3 separate regions of the Mus musculus genome follow, and regions 1 and 3 are each linked to region 2. The links are chromatin contacts, called in public Hi-C and HiChIP or PLAC-seq maps. All regions are on one chromosome and are shown on one strand. Each heading gives the region's core, a stretch centred on a gene start, on an enhancer-like site or on the middle of the called end of the contact. The rest is flanking DNA. Distances are from core to core; before and after follow the strand shown.

Region 1 (3,992 bases), core at 1,256-3,755, 670 kb before region 2:
GGACAAGAGAACAGTACCTTACATCTTCCGGGTGAGTCTCAGCAAGTGTGATGGAGGTGTCTGAGGGTAATTTCCTGTTGGGAGTGAGGAAGGAGACATCCTAAGGACAATGTAATCATCTGAGCAGTCAGAGCAGAGCGAACACAACAAAAATTAGAAAAGAAAAACTAGATTCAAATCATCAAGTGATTTTACTGAGAAAAAGAAAAAGACAATGCCAAGGTTGCCTGAATCGGTACTCTAGTTCTGGGTTCCCTAGATTAGGGCTTCCTAAATTGCTAAGGAGACCTTGTTAGTACTGGGGCTATTTACATATTAAGTAGTCCTTGAGAGAACTTTTACAAGTATTGAGTATATTTATTTTGTAACCTGGGAGGTCTCCCCATCGCCTGATTATTGCTTTCTTTAGTTAACATTAGCTAGTGTTCAGAGTTTGTATTTAAATTAAAACGTTAATTGTTTTGGCAGCAAAGCATCTATAATCCACGTTTGTGTTTGTAACAGGCCTCTTTCTTCCTAGTAGTTCTTTTTTTATTAATTATTTTATTTATTTACATGCTAAATGTTACTCCCAGTTTCCCCACCCCAGAGTTCCTAGTCTTTCATCATGAAGTAAAGCTGTTAGTCCTTCATGTCAGTTAGGAAGATGGGCGTGAGTGCCATAGAATAATTACTAAGACCCGAACTTGCCTTTTACTTCTGAAACACGGGAAATTTCCTCTCCTTTTGTCATGTGAGGTAACTGAAAGGGAGATTCTAAAGAGGCTACTCTGTAAGACTGACCCAATATTGCAAAGGATGGCCACTGTGCCCATTGACCACAAATGCAGGGATGCAGTTCGACTTTGGTCAACTTTTGCAAACTTGGTTTCAGATAATTGTTTGGAAAGAACAAAAGCCAGACAGATGAAATATCTCTGGTTTCTCTGGTTGCCGTCTTTCACGTGGATCCCTCTCTTCTTGTCTTTCTTAAATACTGTAGGTAGACACTTCGGCGGCAAATGGTTCCTCAGAAGGTCTCATGTGGCTGCGGCTGGTCCAATCAGCCCGAGATAAGGAAGAACAGAATCTCGAAGCTTATATAAAAAATGGACAGCTGTTCTACCGCTCTCTCCGCAGGATTGCCAAAGATGAAGAGTTACTAGTTTGGTACGGGAAAGAACTGACTGAATTGCTCTTGCTCTGCCCGTCTAGAGCTCACAAAATGAACGGTAGGTTGGCTCGGGTGCCTGGGCTCACCTTGCACATCATAGGGTGGACGAAGCTTCTGAGGTGTTGTCCCGAATGGAACTAGGACAGAAGGGGAAGGAAAAGTTGGGGAGCGTTTGACTTAGTAAATGCACAAATCAAGAAAGTAAGTTGCACCAAATAGGATAGTGTATTCATTTTTTTGGGCACTCAGCCCAGAAAGATAAAGTGGATTTGTTATGGGGAGGATGGCTAAGTGGCCTAGGGGCGATGCTAACTAACCATGTGGGGTGTGTGTGTGTGTGTGTGTGTGTGTGTGTGTGTGTGTGTGTGTGTGTGTGTTTGCTCACTAAGCAGGGTCGTCTCCTTACACATGCCTGGAATGCAGCCAACGTTTCCAGTTTGAGTTCCCCTATGTGGCACATCTGCGATTCCGCTGCCCCAAGAGACTTCACAGCACTGATGCGAATCCCCAAGACGAGCAAGGGGGCGGCTTGGGCACTAAGGACCACGGCGGCGGCGGCGGTGGTAAAGAGCAACAGCAGCAGCAACAGCAGCAGCAACAGGAGGCGCCGTTGATCCCGGGCCCCAAGTTCTGCAAAGCCGGCCCCATACACCACTACCCCGCGTCATCCCCGGAGGCGAGCAACCCGCCGGGCTCCGCGGGTGCCGGCAGCGCCAAGCCGTCCACGGACTTCCACAACTTGGCTCGGGAACTGGAAAACTCCCGGGGAAGCAGCAGTTGCGTAGCGGCCCCGGGCGTCGGCAGTGGCGGCAGCGGCCACCAGGAGGCGGAGCTGAGTCCCGACGGCGTCGCCACCGGCGGCTGCAAAGGCAAGAGGCGGTTCCCAGAGGAGGCGGCGGCGGAGGGCGGCGGCGCGGGGCTGGCGGGCGGCCGTGCGCGCTTCTCCGAGAGGCCGCTGGCGACCTCCAAGGAGGAGTTGGTGTGCACGCCGCAGCAGTACCGCGCCGCCGGCAGCTACTTCGGCCTGGAGGAGAACGGCCGGCTCTTCGCGCCGCCCAGCCCGGAGACTGGCGAGGCGAAGCGCAGCGCCTTCGTGGAGGTGAAGAAGGCGGGCCGCGCGGTGGGCTTGCAGGAGGAGGCGGCGGCGACAGACGGCGCAGGGGGCACGGCCGAGGACCCCGACGCGGGAGGCGGTGTCGCCGGCGGCGGCAGCAACGGCTCGTCCACCCCCGCGGCGGGGTCGCCTGGGGCCCCCGAGAAGTTGCTGGCTCCGCGTCCCGGAGGCTCTCTGCCCGGACGGCTGGAGGGCGGGAGCCCCGCGCGCGGCAGCGCCTTCACCTCGGTGTCGCAGCTGGGCGGCGGTGGCGGCGCGGGGACCGCGGGGACTGCGGGGGGCTCGGGGGGCGGCCAAACGGCCGCATCGGACGAGCGGAAGAGCGCCTTCTCGCAGCCCGCGCGCTCCTTCTCGCAGCTGTCCCCGTTGGTCCTCGGCCAGAAGCTGGGCGCTCTCGAGCCGTGTCACCCGGGAGACGGCGTGGGTCCCACCAGACTCTACCCGGCCGCCGCCGATCCGCTGGCTGTGAAGCTGCAGGGGGCAGCGGACCTGAACGGAGCCTGCGGGCCCCTGGCGAGCGGCGGTGGCGGTGGCTTGCCCAAGCAGAGCCCCTTCCTCTACGCCACCGCCTTCTGGCCCAAGAGCTCGGCTGCGGCGGCAGCGGCGGCGGCGGCCGCCGCCGGGCCCCTGCAGCTGCAACTGCCCTCCGCGCTCACCCTGCTGCCGCCCTCCTTCACTTCGCTGTGTCTGCCCGCGCAGAACTGGTGCGCCAAATGCAACGCCTCCTTCCGCATGACCTCCGACCTGGTGTACCATATGCGGTCTCACCACAAAAAGGAGTATGCCATGGAGCCCCTGGTGAAGCGGCGGCGGGAGGAGAAACTCAAGTGCCCCATTTGCAACGAGTCCTTCAGGGAGCGTCACCACCTGTCCCGGCACATGACCTCGCATAATTAATTGTTGCGTAAAAGACTCCGGCTTTCCACGCGTGTGCACGCACAGTCAAGCCACCTGCAGGAGCAGACACGCGAGGATGACATCCACCACTACCTTATGCCCCCAAACACTGCAACCAAACACGTGCACACACAGGTCCCTCCCCTCGCCAGGAGCCTCATCATCCAAATGTTTAATTTCACACACACACACACACACACACACACACACACACACACACACGCACGCACGAACGCACACACGGACGCACGCACACGATGCACAGGATGGTGGATTTTGGATTGGGTGGGTTGTTTGAGCGGGGTTTTCTTTTGAATGCACGAATTTTCACTTTCCCAAAAACAAAAGTACATTTTTAAAAAAATGTCATATATTGCAACATATTGATGCATTTGTCATACGTTTCTACTTAAATTATTAAGCACTTATGGTTTAGATGTAATAATTATATGTAAGGACAAAGTTTATTTTAGATATAAAGTAATGGAGGAAGAGGAGATGCGTTCTGCATTTCCTGATGACAGCTGTGTTCTTACAAAAATAAACAAAATGGATAAAAAGGGGGGCGCCATTCGGTTTAAGTTTCCAGGGGGAAGTGCATGTATCATGAAATGATTATGGACTTCAGTGAAGAATGTCATCAATGATGTAAATATGTATTCCCTTTTAATACAAAGTGTAATTTTGTGCCAGTGACATGGAGTCTGAATAGTTATGTGTTTCTTCTATCCCTAAGAGATTTATTAAACGGTATAGTTTATCCAGGTATGTTGGATGCTTTGACAATAAATAACTATTTTCCTCAAAGCAAATATTTGGAAAGTTTAC
Region 2 (3,952 bases), core at 1,432-3,931:
TGCTAACAACATTGAAACTATTTCGATGACTAGCTCTGAGACTCTATGGCTCTGACAACAGAAATCACACTCCTGCTGTCTTGACATATCCCACAGAGGCAGCCTCAGGAGGGCTGATGAGGGAGCAGTTCATTTCCAATGCAGTTTGCTTTCAAATCAATTCCCTCAAGAGTTGCTTAGGAGATGGGCACCTCTATTTGTCTTTTCTAGACACACCACTCCTGGATTCCCTGTTTCCTCTATGGCCCAGTCATTGGTAGGGCATTTATGTACATGACATAAAACAGTTTAGGGTTTAGATTTCTCCTAGTGTTACCACTTGGTTCAATGGTTTCCATATCCAGATACTAGTCTCTGAGTTACAGCTGAAAGACCCTAATAGGGATCACTCCACTACGTCGAACACCTCCTTTACTTTGCTTGGTTCAAATCTAATAGTTGGTCACTAAAGTATAAAGACGGATATAGTTTGATAACATACTGACAGGCCATTTTCCTCAAACTCAGACAACTCTCCCTAAGCAATTAAAATATCTTGGGAACTATGTTAATATTACACACACACACACACACACACACACACACACACACACACACCCATCACCAACATTCTTATCCCCTCCCTTGCTCCCTCCCTTCGTCTTCCCTCTCCTTTGGAAGGGTCTTAGTCTTGCTATATAGACTAGGGTCTGGTTTCCAATGTACAATCCCCCAAATATTGGGCCTTCTGTGTAAGTGTGTGTGTGTGTGTGTGTGTGTGTGTGTGTGTTATTTGAGCAATGGAGAAAATACAAGCACAGAGAAGTGAAGGTTTATTCAGTTAGGAAGGAGCGAAGGCATGCAGGTATGCAGCATTTCCAGTCCCCGTGCAGTGGCTTGGTACAAATTAAAAGAACCATATAGATTATAGGGCAACAAATTGTGCAGTGGAAATATGAACCAGAGTTAAAGGCATGAGGGAAGCAGTTCCTTGGAGATACCGAGAGAAAGAGGATAGAGTTTCCATCCTGAGGGCTCTGGCTGTGAGAAACTATCTACTGATGGGTCACAGTGACCACGTTGTGCAGGAGGAGTGGAGGACTTCCTTCTCCATCTGGCTTTGCTTTGAGGCAGAGCAGGAAGCTGCTGCAAGGACATTTCACACAACTGAGAAAAAGCAGAGAGGGGAGGGAACACAAAGGCTCACAGGGGAAATCAAAGGGTTAGCCTTCCAGTGCCTATTGAATTTTGCAATTAGGTTTTTATTATTAATCACAAAAGCTATTATGTGTTCTATGCCAGGCGAAGCTCACCCACATGATCTCATTGGAGCCTCTCGACCACTCTTGAAGTCTATGGCATTATCTGCAGAGCTGTTCCCAGGGTGACTAAGGGCAGAATTCAAACAGCTGAACAGTGGGTTGAGAAGTGACTGAGAGGGGGAGACCATGGTCTGCATTTGGGATACATTTGGGATAATTTGGGATAAAAGGATTGAGAGTCTACTAAAGACCAGACCTGTGCCACTCACTGAGTACTGGTTTCTAGTATTACTCCAACAAAACTCTAGGAGGGTTTATCATTCCCCAACAAAGGAGAAACTAAATGTTGAAGGCTCATTGTGACCTGCGAACCTATTTCTTTTCAAAAATGTCAATGCACCAGAGATGGGACAGTTTCCCAAAAGGGACATTGACTGAGAGTCCTACTGCCAGGAGCCATGGCAAGGGCATAGTCTGCTTAAGCCAATTTAAATGTCCGTTCCATTCTTAAGTATGTAGAGATCCTAGAGTAGAAGTCAGGCAAGTCAGGCTCCCTGGGTTTGGAGCCCAGTTCTGCCACCTGCTAGGAATCATCTTTTCTCTCAGTCTTTTAGTCTGCAACATGGGATTTGTTTGAAGGTTCTTTGAAAACAATGCACAATGCCTACGGCCCATGATTTGTGATATAGGCCTGGATCCCGCGTGCTAGAGAGGCTGAAGCAGCAGGGGTCTGAGGTCAAGGCCAGCCCTGGCTACACAGTGAAATCCTGTCTGGACACAGGGGATGACAAGTACCTAGGATATGTTATTTGCAGTAAACAGTGCTGGCTAGCAGTTTAATGTTTCTCTGACACCATAGGGTGCTGGCATGGCGTGGACAACAGAACTAGTTATATTCGAGTCTGCACACCAGGTTCTTCCTAAAGGCCCTGACTCATTCTCACATCAGCTGTCTTCAAGGAAACCTATTGAGAGAGGTCTGACAGTGCGAGCTGGACTTGTGGTAGTTAGCTTATCTTTTTAAAACATGGGGTGGAATTTCATTTTGTTTATCTCCTCCGAAGAAGATGAGGATGTATGTGAAAAGAAACTCTATGAAGAATAAGCTGTAGGAGGGCAGCGCAGGTGTCTGGGTACAGGGCCCTTCCAAGTGTCCCAGGGAAGGAGCCAACTGTGGTGTTCGTATAGTGGTGATTTTATATGGAATCAGCGGAATACAAAGCAAACTGCAAATAGCCAAAACCTCTACAACAAACAAAGGGAACAAAAAACAAAAAATAAAATAAGAACAAATAAGGGAAAAGAAACTGCTACTTGCCTCTGCCTTTTTGCTAGGAGGAATGTAGCCACTTGTGCTCAGATTTTTTAAAAAGTCCCTCCTACTCTTCCTCCATCCTCCCCTCGCCAGCGCCACCTGCCCCTCCCCGTGCGCCCTCCCTAGTCTCTCCCTACCCTTCTGGTTCTGGCTCCCTGGTTACTTCGCTCCAGGCTTCTCTCTTCTGGAGGTAGTCTTGCTCCAGCTGCCTTAGGAAGGCGAGCCAGAGGCTAGAGGGAGAACTCGCTGCAGGCGGACCGGACAGATCAGATCAGGACAAGAAGGAACAGAACCAGTCTCTCTATCTCTGTCTCTCTGTTCGTCACTGTCTCTGTGTCTCTGTCTCCCTGTCTCCCTCTTTCTCTGTCTGTCTGTCTGTCTTCACACACACACACACACACACACACACACACACACACACACACACACCACACGTCCTCTGAGAACTCAGCTGGCTGCGACAGCGCACACCCCGCCCCGGCACGCGTCCCAGGCTGGTGGAGCGCAGATCCAGATCCCCATAGCGGCAGCCCGGCCGGGTGTTCCCAGTCTCAGGTGGCACGGAAGGGAGAGCCCGCGCTTGACAACTCGGCTGCGCTCGCCCAGACCTTCCGCCCTCCGGCTGGCCGGCGAGAGGAGCTGAGCGGGCGCGGCTGCCACCCAGAGCCCACCTGCCGACCCTCGCGGCCTCGCTCCAGCTGTGCCCGGCTCTCAGTGTCCCGCTCCGCAGCTGGAGCACCACCCCGGCTCTGCCGCCGTCCCTTTCGCCTCCGAGGTGTCGCGGGCGACCCGAAGTAGAGCGGTGCGACAGCAGGACTTCGCTATGGCCGGGGCGCGCGGGCTGCTCTGTCTATGGCTAGGTTACTTCTGCCTGAACCTGGCACAGGGACAGAGACCAAACTTGCACCTCCCGGGACTCCGTGAGACTGAGCCAAGCGACCGCGCGACAGGTGGTAGCCCGAGTCCGGACCTGAGGCCGCACGACAAGGTGTCGGAGCATATGCTGTGGCTCTATGACAGGTACAGCGGCAGCAGTAGAGTCCAGGCTACCCGGACACCGGGCTCGCAGCTCCCGGGTCCTCAGCCCCTGCGCGGTGGTAACACGGTCCGCAGCTTCAGAGCCGCAGCCGCAGGTGAGTGGGAGGGAGAGGGAGCCCATCCCACCCCGGGGTGCAGAGGACAGCCCCTCCCGCCGTGCCACTCCACTCCGCTGTCTCCTGGCGGTACACTGTAGGGACCTTTCTCATATGCTGCCGTCTGGTCCCCTCTGCCCTCTCGGAATTTTCCAGGGACGTTCCGGATAAGCCTAGTTTGAGCCCAACTGAGACGGGAAAGCAGAAGAAAAGCTGGGACAGTGGCAAGGCTTAGTTAGAGGTGCAGCAGGAAAGAGGCCAAG
Region 3 (4,144 bases), core at 345-2,844, 540 kb before region 2:
CTTCAGACACTCCGGAAGAGGGAGTCAGATCTCATTACGGGTGGTTTTGAGCCACCATGTGGTTGCTGGGATTTGAACTTCAGACCTTCGGAAGAGCAGTCGGGTGCTCTTACCCACTGAGCCATCTCACCAGCCCGTGGCAAATGCTCTTGACTGCCGTCCCAGAAATATTATTTGATATGTGAGCCATTCTATAAAGTCCTCTTCAACAACCTTTGTAACTGCTGCAGCCTTGTTCAGAGCCCATGCACTTCTTTATGTTGGGAAATGAAGTCTAGAAATAGTTCCTATTTCTTTCCTCCTCTATACCCATTGAGAATGTAGGTGGCTCAAAGGCCACACCTACCTCAGTCTACATTCTCCTGAGCCCCAGAAATCCCTGTCAACAAGGACTCTGTGAGCCTCATCCCACTGAAGGTGCATGAAACCTGGCTGAGGGATGGTCAGAAGGTCAGGGGAAGGGCAGGTATCTGATCTGTAGATGAGAGGATAGAGGAGTGTTCTCTAGGTTGTGCCAATAGAGAAACTGTCCTGGGAGTCTGTATTAACTCTTCATTATATCATCTATATTTCTGTGATTGATCCCCATCCCCAAATTTTGAAGGCACAAAGCTATATAAGATCAATTTGTAGGTCAAATCGACAGCAAATGTTTTAAGTTAGTTATAATCAACCCTGGATCCTTCCACCCCGCCTTTATGCATCCTTTAATCTTATTAGAGTTCAATGCCAATAATCTAAAACATCACATCATATTCTCAGGCTTCGCCGGGTTGCTTCTAATCACTCCATAGGGTGAGTCACCTGGCCTCTGATCCTGCTCCTAGAACCTCCTTCCCTCCACCTGATCCAAAGCAACAAGAATGCCATTTCCTTCTTCCAAGAAGGTCTGTGTTGGTGTAAGTAGAATAAAGAATTAATTAACCATATTTTTCATGATACATTTCTAATTTAAATATTCTTCCTTCTAGACAGTAAGAGTCATTGTCGTATTTCAATACAAACTTGTTGGAAATGTAATTAACAAAAAGACAGCCTCCCTGATTGGACAGGAATTCAGGCTTTTGTGAGGTTCATCTCCAGGTGGTCTTTATCCTGCCCACTCTGCTGGAATCTCTCTCCTGATTACAGTTACAGTGTCTGTCACCTTCCCCACAGAGCACTCCAGGTCCTTTCCTTTCCCCCTACTGAGCAAGCCAACTTTTAAAAGTACACCCTTTTTTCCCTTCCTATTTGTTAAAGTCTAACAAAAGGGAGATAAACAGATTAGAAGCAACACAGAAGGTTTGCTCAGGAGTATGGCTTCGCTATCACAAAGCTGTTGAAATCTTAAGAAACCCAAGTTTTCAGTAATCATGTAAGACAACAGTGATTTCAGTGGGAATAGGTGGGAGGGAATAGGGGCTTGGAGAGTTCAGATGCAAAACAACAAAGTTATTTTAAGGAGCAACCCTAATGATCCTTGGCTGGAATTCCGGGTAGACTGCCAGGTGAGCTTTTGGCTGGCAGGCTTGGTGCCCTTCAAACCATCCCATAGTATGGCTTGCACCTGTGGGAAAAGCTGATCCTTTGGAGCGCCTGGGGCAAAGGAGAAGAGCCCGGATGCTGTGTTCTGGCTGGGGAGACTCAGGCAGTAGCACCACCCACAGGAAGTTGGGATAAGTGCCTTCCTTAGAGAGAAAGCAGCCAGGCTTATGGTAAAAGACATCCATCCAAAGAAGAAGCAACGGGAAAGGTTGTAGCTGAAATGGTGTCAGAGAAGCCCTGTGACAAAGGCAGACTTCGAAAGTATATAGTACTTGAAGTTCTAGCTAGAGCAATAAGACAACACAAGGAGAACAAGGGGATACAAATTGGCAAAGGAGAAGTCAAGGTATCACTATTTGCCGATGATATGATAGTATACATAAGCGAACCTCCCTCCTCCCCACCCCAAATTCTACCAGAGAACTTCTACAGCCGATAAACAACTACAGCAAAGTAGTTGGATATAAAGTTAACTCAAACAAATCGGTAGCCTTCCTTTTATACATATGCTAAATGGGTTGAGAAAGGAAGTAGGAAAACAACACACTTCACAATAGTCACAAGTAATATAAAATGCCTTGGAGCAACTCTAACCAAACAGATGAAAGATCTGTATGACAAGAACTTCGAGTTTCTTTTTTTTTGTTTTTTTCTTTTCTTTTTTCTTTTTGGTTTTTCGAGGCAGAGTTTCTCTGAATAGCCCTGGCTCTTCAGGAACTCACTTTGTAGGCCAGGATGGCCTTGAACTCAGAAATCTGCCTGCCTCTGCTTCCCAAGTGCTAGAATTAAAGGCATGCACCACCACTGCCCGGCAAACTTCAAATTTCTTAAGAAGGAAATTGAAGAAGACCTCAGAAAATGGAATGATATTCCATGCTCATGGATTGGTAGAATAACATAGTAAAAATGGCCATCCTACCAAAACCAATCTACAGATTCAAGGCAATCCCTATCAAAATCCCAACGCAATTCTTCAAAGATATGAAAGAGCAATTCTCAGTTTTATATGGAAATACAAAAGTAACAGGTTGGTCCTGGACTATCATCCTGGACAGTGTGACAGAAAGCTGACCATCATTTCCTGTGGTGGGTACAGACCTTGCAGTCTAAAGAACAATGCAACATAAAGGAAATGAAGGGAAAAGAGGAAACAGACCCTCTGTGTTATGCATTTTGCTTCTTTCTGTTTCCTTCAGTTTTATAACCATGACTTGAAGGGACTTATAAATTACTGTAAAGACCATCAGCAAAGAAAGTAAAAGGTTACAGTTTGGTTATGGGTCCTAAACAAACAAACAAACAAACAAATAAAAGAACTAGAGTTAAGACTTGATTTTCTAAAAATCTAAACCCAAACCATGTAGCTATTAAATATTGACTTAGGGTTGTATAAGTCACTTAAATACTTAGTAATTGTCTTAAATGCTTCTTTCACTTAGTGACCAAAGACATACATAACAATCATATTAGCCTAGTGCCTAGGGAGATGGCTCCGCCTGTAAAGTATGTGCCAGCACAGCAGGAGGATCTGAGTCTGATCCCCAAATCTGCAAAACAAGCACAGCGTGGTGGTGTCTGTCTATAATTAGACCATTTGGGAGGCAGAGGCAGGAGGTTCCTTAGGGATGGCTGGACAGCCAGCCTAAATGATAAGTAAACTCCGGGGTCAGTGAGAAGCCCTGCCTTAAAAATGAGGTGAAGGCATCCTTTTGAATACCTGGTCCCCAGTTGGTAGAACTATTTAGAATGGGTTAGGCGAAGGTGTGTCTTTGGGTGTGGCCTTTGAAGTCTGAAAATACTCCATTCCCAGTTAGTTTTTTCTGTGTTGTTGTTGTGTTTGATGAGAGCTCTCAGCTGCTCCTTCAAAACCATAGCCTCCCACTATGCTCCCAGCCATGCTGATCCTAGACTCTAACCCTGTGAATCCACAAACCACAAATACATTCTTTCTTCTATAAGTTGTCTTTATCATGGTGTCTTATCACAGCAATAGAAAAGAAACCAAGATAGTCAACAAATCACGTATAAGCCTATAATGGAAAGCATTGGAATAGTCGATAAAATTAATATAATTCTCCACTCTTGAATAGTTATGCAGGCCAAACATCCAGAAAACAGTTCAAGCATTAATGTTATCTTTAATTATATTTCAGGCAGTTTTAAATTAACAGTTAGATTCCTCTTCATATGTCAGTATTATTTGGAAACCTTACACTCTGTAGGTTAATTAGAATGATTGTCAACAGTCACGGTCTTCAGATGAGCTCTGTTTTAACAATTATTTGAGGGAATTACTGGATTCTTAGTTGAAGGAAGAGATAATATTAAAGTACATTTAAAAAGTTCTAAAGCTGCCTATGCTGTATGTACTTCAGGAATATATAATATAATGGAGGACATAAAACACAAGGATAAATAATTGTTTTGCTCTCCAGAGTGGACATTAGGAAAGACTCTTAAAGTATGATGCTGTCAGTTTTTATGTCATACCTTTACAGAGTTCCACAAAGTCCAGTAATTGTTTTATTAAACAAAATTGTAAAAGAGGAAAAAAAAATGAACAGTACATGATTCATTACATCATAGAGTGAGATCCAACTTATCATTACTAAGGTAT

What was found. A called contact is a pair of places that touch in the nucleus more often than the background predicts. HiChIP or PLAC-seq counts read pairs in DNA pulled down with a chosen protein or histone mark.
Region 1: a Hi-C map of embryonic stem cells shows a contact between it and region 2, with 4 times the contacts expected there. The contact joins the promoter of A730035I17Rik here to the promoter of Bmp3 in region 2. A contact is called at or near these places in 16 of 39 promoter capture datasets (the 3T3-L1 cell line, the SN4741 cell line, cranial neural crest and 8 more), 1 of 15 datasets of contacts at CTCF or cohesin (stem cell-derived epiblast-like cells), 29 of 484 Hi-C or Micro-C datasets (the HL-1 cell line, cardiomyocytes, embryonic fibroblasts and 11 more), 12 of 115 datasets of contacts at active chromatin or transcription factors (astrocytes, differentiating embryonic stem cells, embryonic basal ganglia and 6 more) and 1 of 9 other capture datasets (embryonic stem cells).
Region 3: an H3K27ac HiChIP or PLAC-seq map of epiblast stem cells shows a contact between it and region 2, with 11 times the contacts expected there. The contact joins the enhancer-like site here to the promoter of Bmp3 in region 2. A contact is called at or near these places in 13 of 39 promoter capture datasets (3T3-L1-derived adipocytes, the C10 cell line, the HPC-7 cell line and 8 more), 1 of 484 Hi-C or Micro-C datasets (nephron progenitors), 10 of 115 datasets of contacts at active chromatin or transcription factors (embryonic basal ganglia, embryonic forebrain, embryonic hindbrain and 7 more) and 2 of 9 other capture datasets (adipose tissue and embryonic stem cells).

Annotation. Positions count from the first base shown.
Region 1 is chr5:98,183,479-98,187,470 of GRCm38.p6, forward strand. A730035I17Rik (RIKEN cDNA A730035I17 gene) reads right to left here and starts at 2,506. Exons shown (of 3, transcript NR_153823.1): 1 at 1,566-2,506; 2 at 1,240-1,290; 3 at 1-74. Prdm8 (PR domain containing 8) reads left to right here. Exons shown (of 4, transcript NM_029947.2): 2 at 1-31; 3 at 983-1,211; 4 at 1,546-3,970. The coding sequence ends at 3,164.
Region 2 is chr5:98,851,734-98,855,685 of GRCm38.p6, forward strand. It overlaps Bmp3 (bone morphogenetic protein 3), which reads left to right and starts at 2,682. Exons shown (of 3, transcript NM_173404.5): 1 at 2,682-3,689. The coding sequence starts at 3,380. Gm34563 (a long non-coding RNA gene) reads right to left here and starts at 2,774. Exons shown (of 3, transcript XR_389376.3): 1 at 2,694-2,774. RefSeq lists a silencer at 1,064-1,568 and a promoter at 1,906-2,769.
Region 3 is chr5:98,309,112-98,313,255 of GRCm38.p6, forward strand. No RefSeq gene overlaps it. Among named protein-coding and RNA genes, the nearest start is that of Cfap299, 18 kb to the right of the region's middle. Within about 2 kb of position 1,595, at least 11 of the 459 cell types and tissues checked have an H3K27ac peak or open chromatin away from gene starts, as enhancers often do. A contact at or near this core is called in epiblast stem cells, where this site is marked.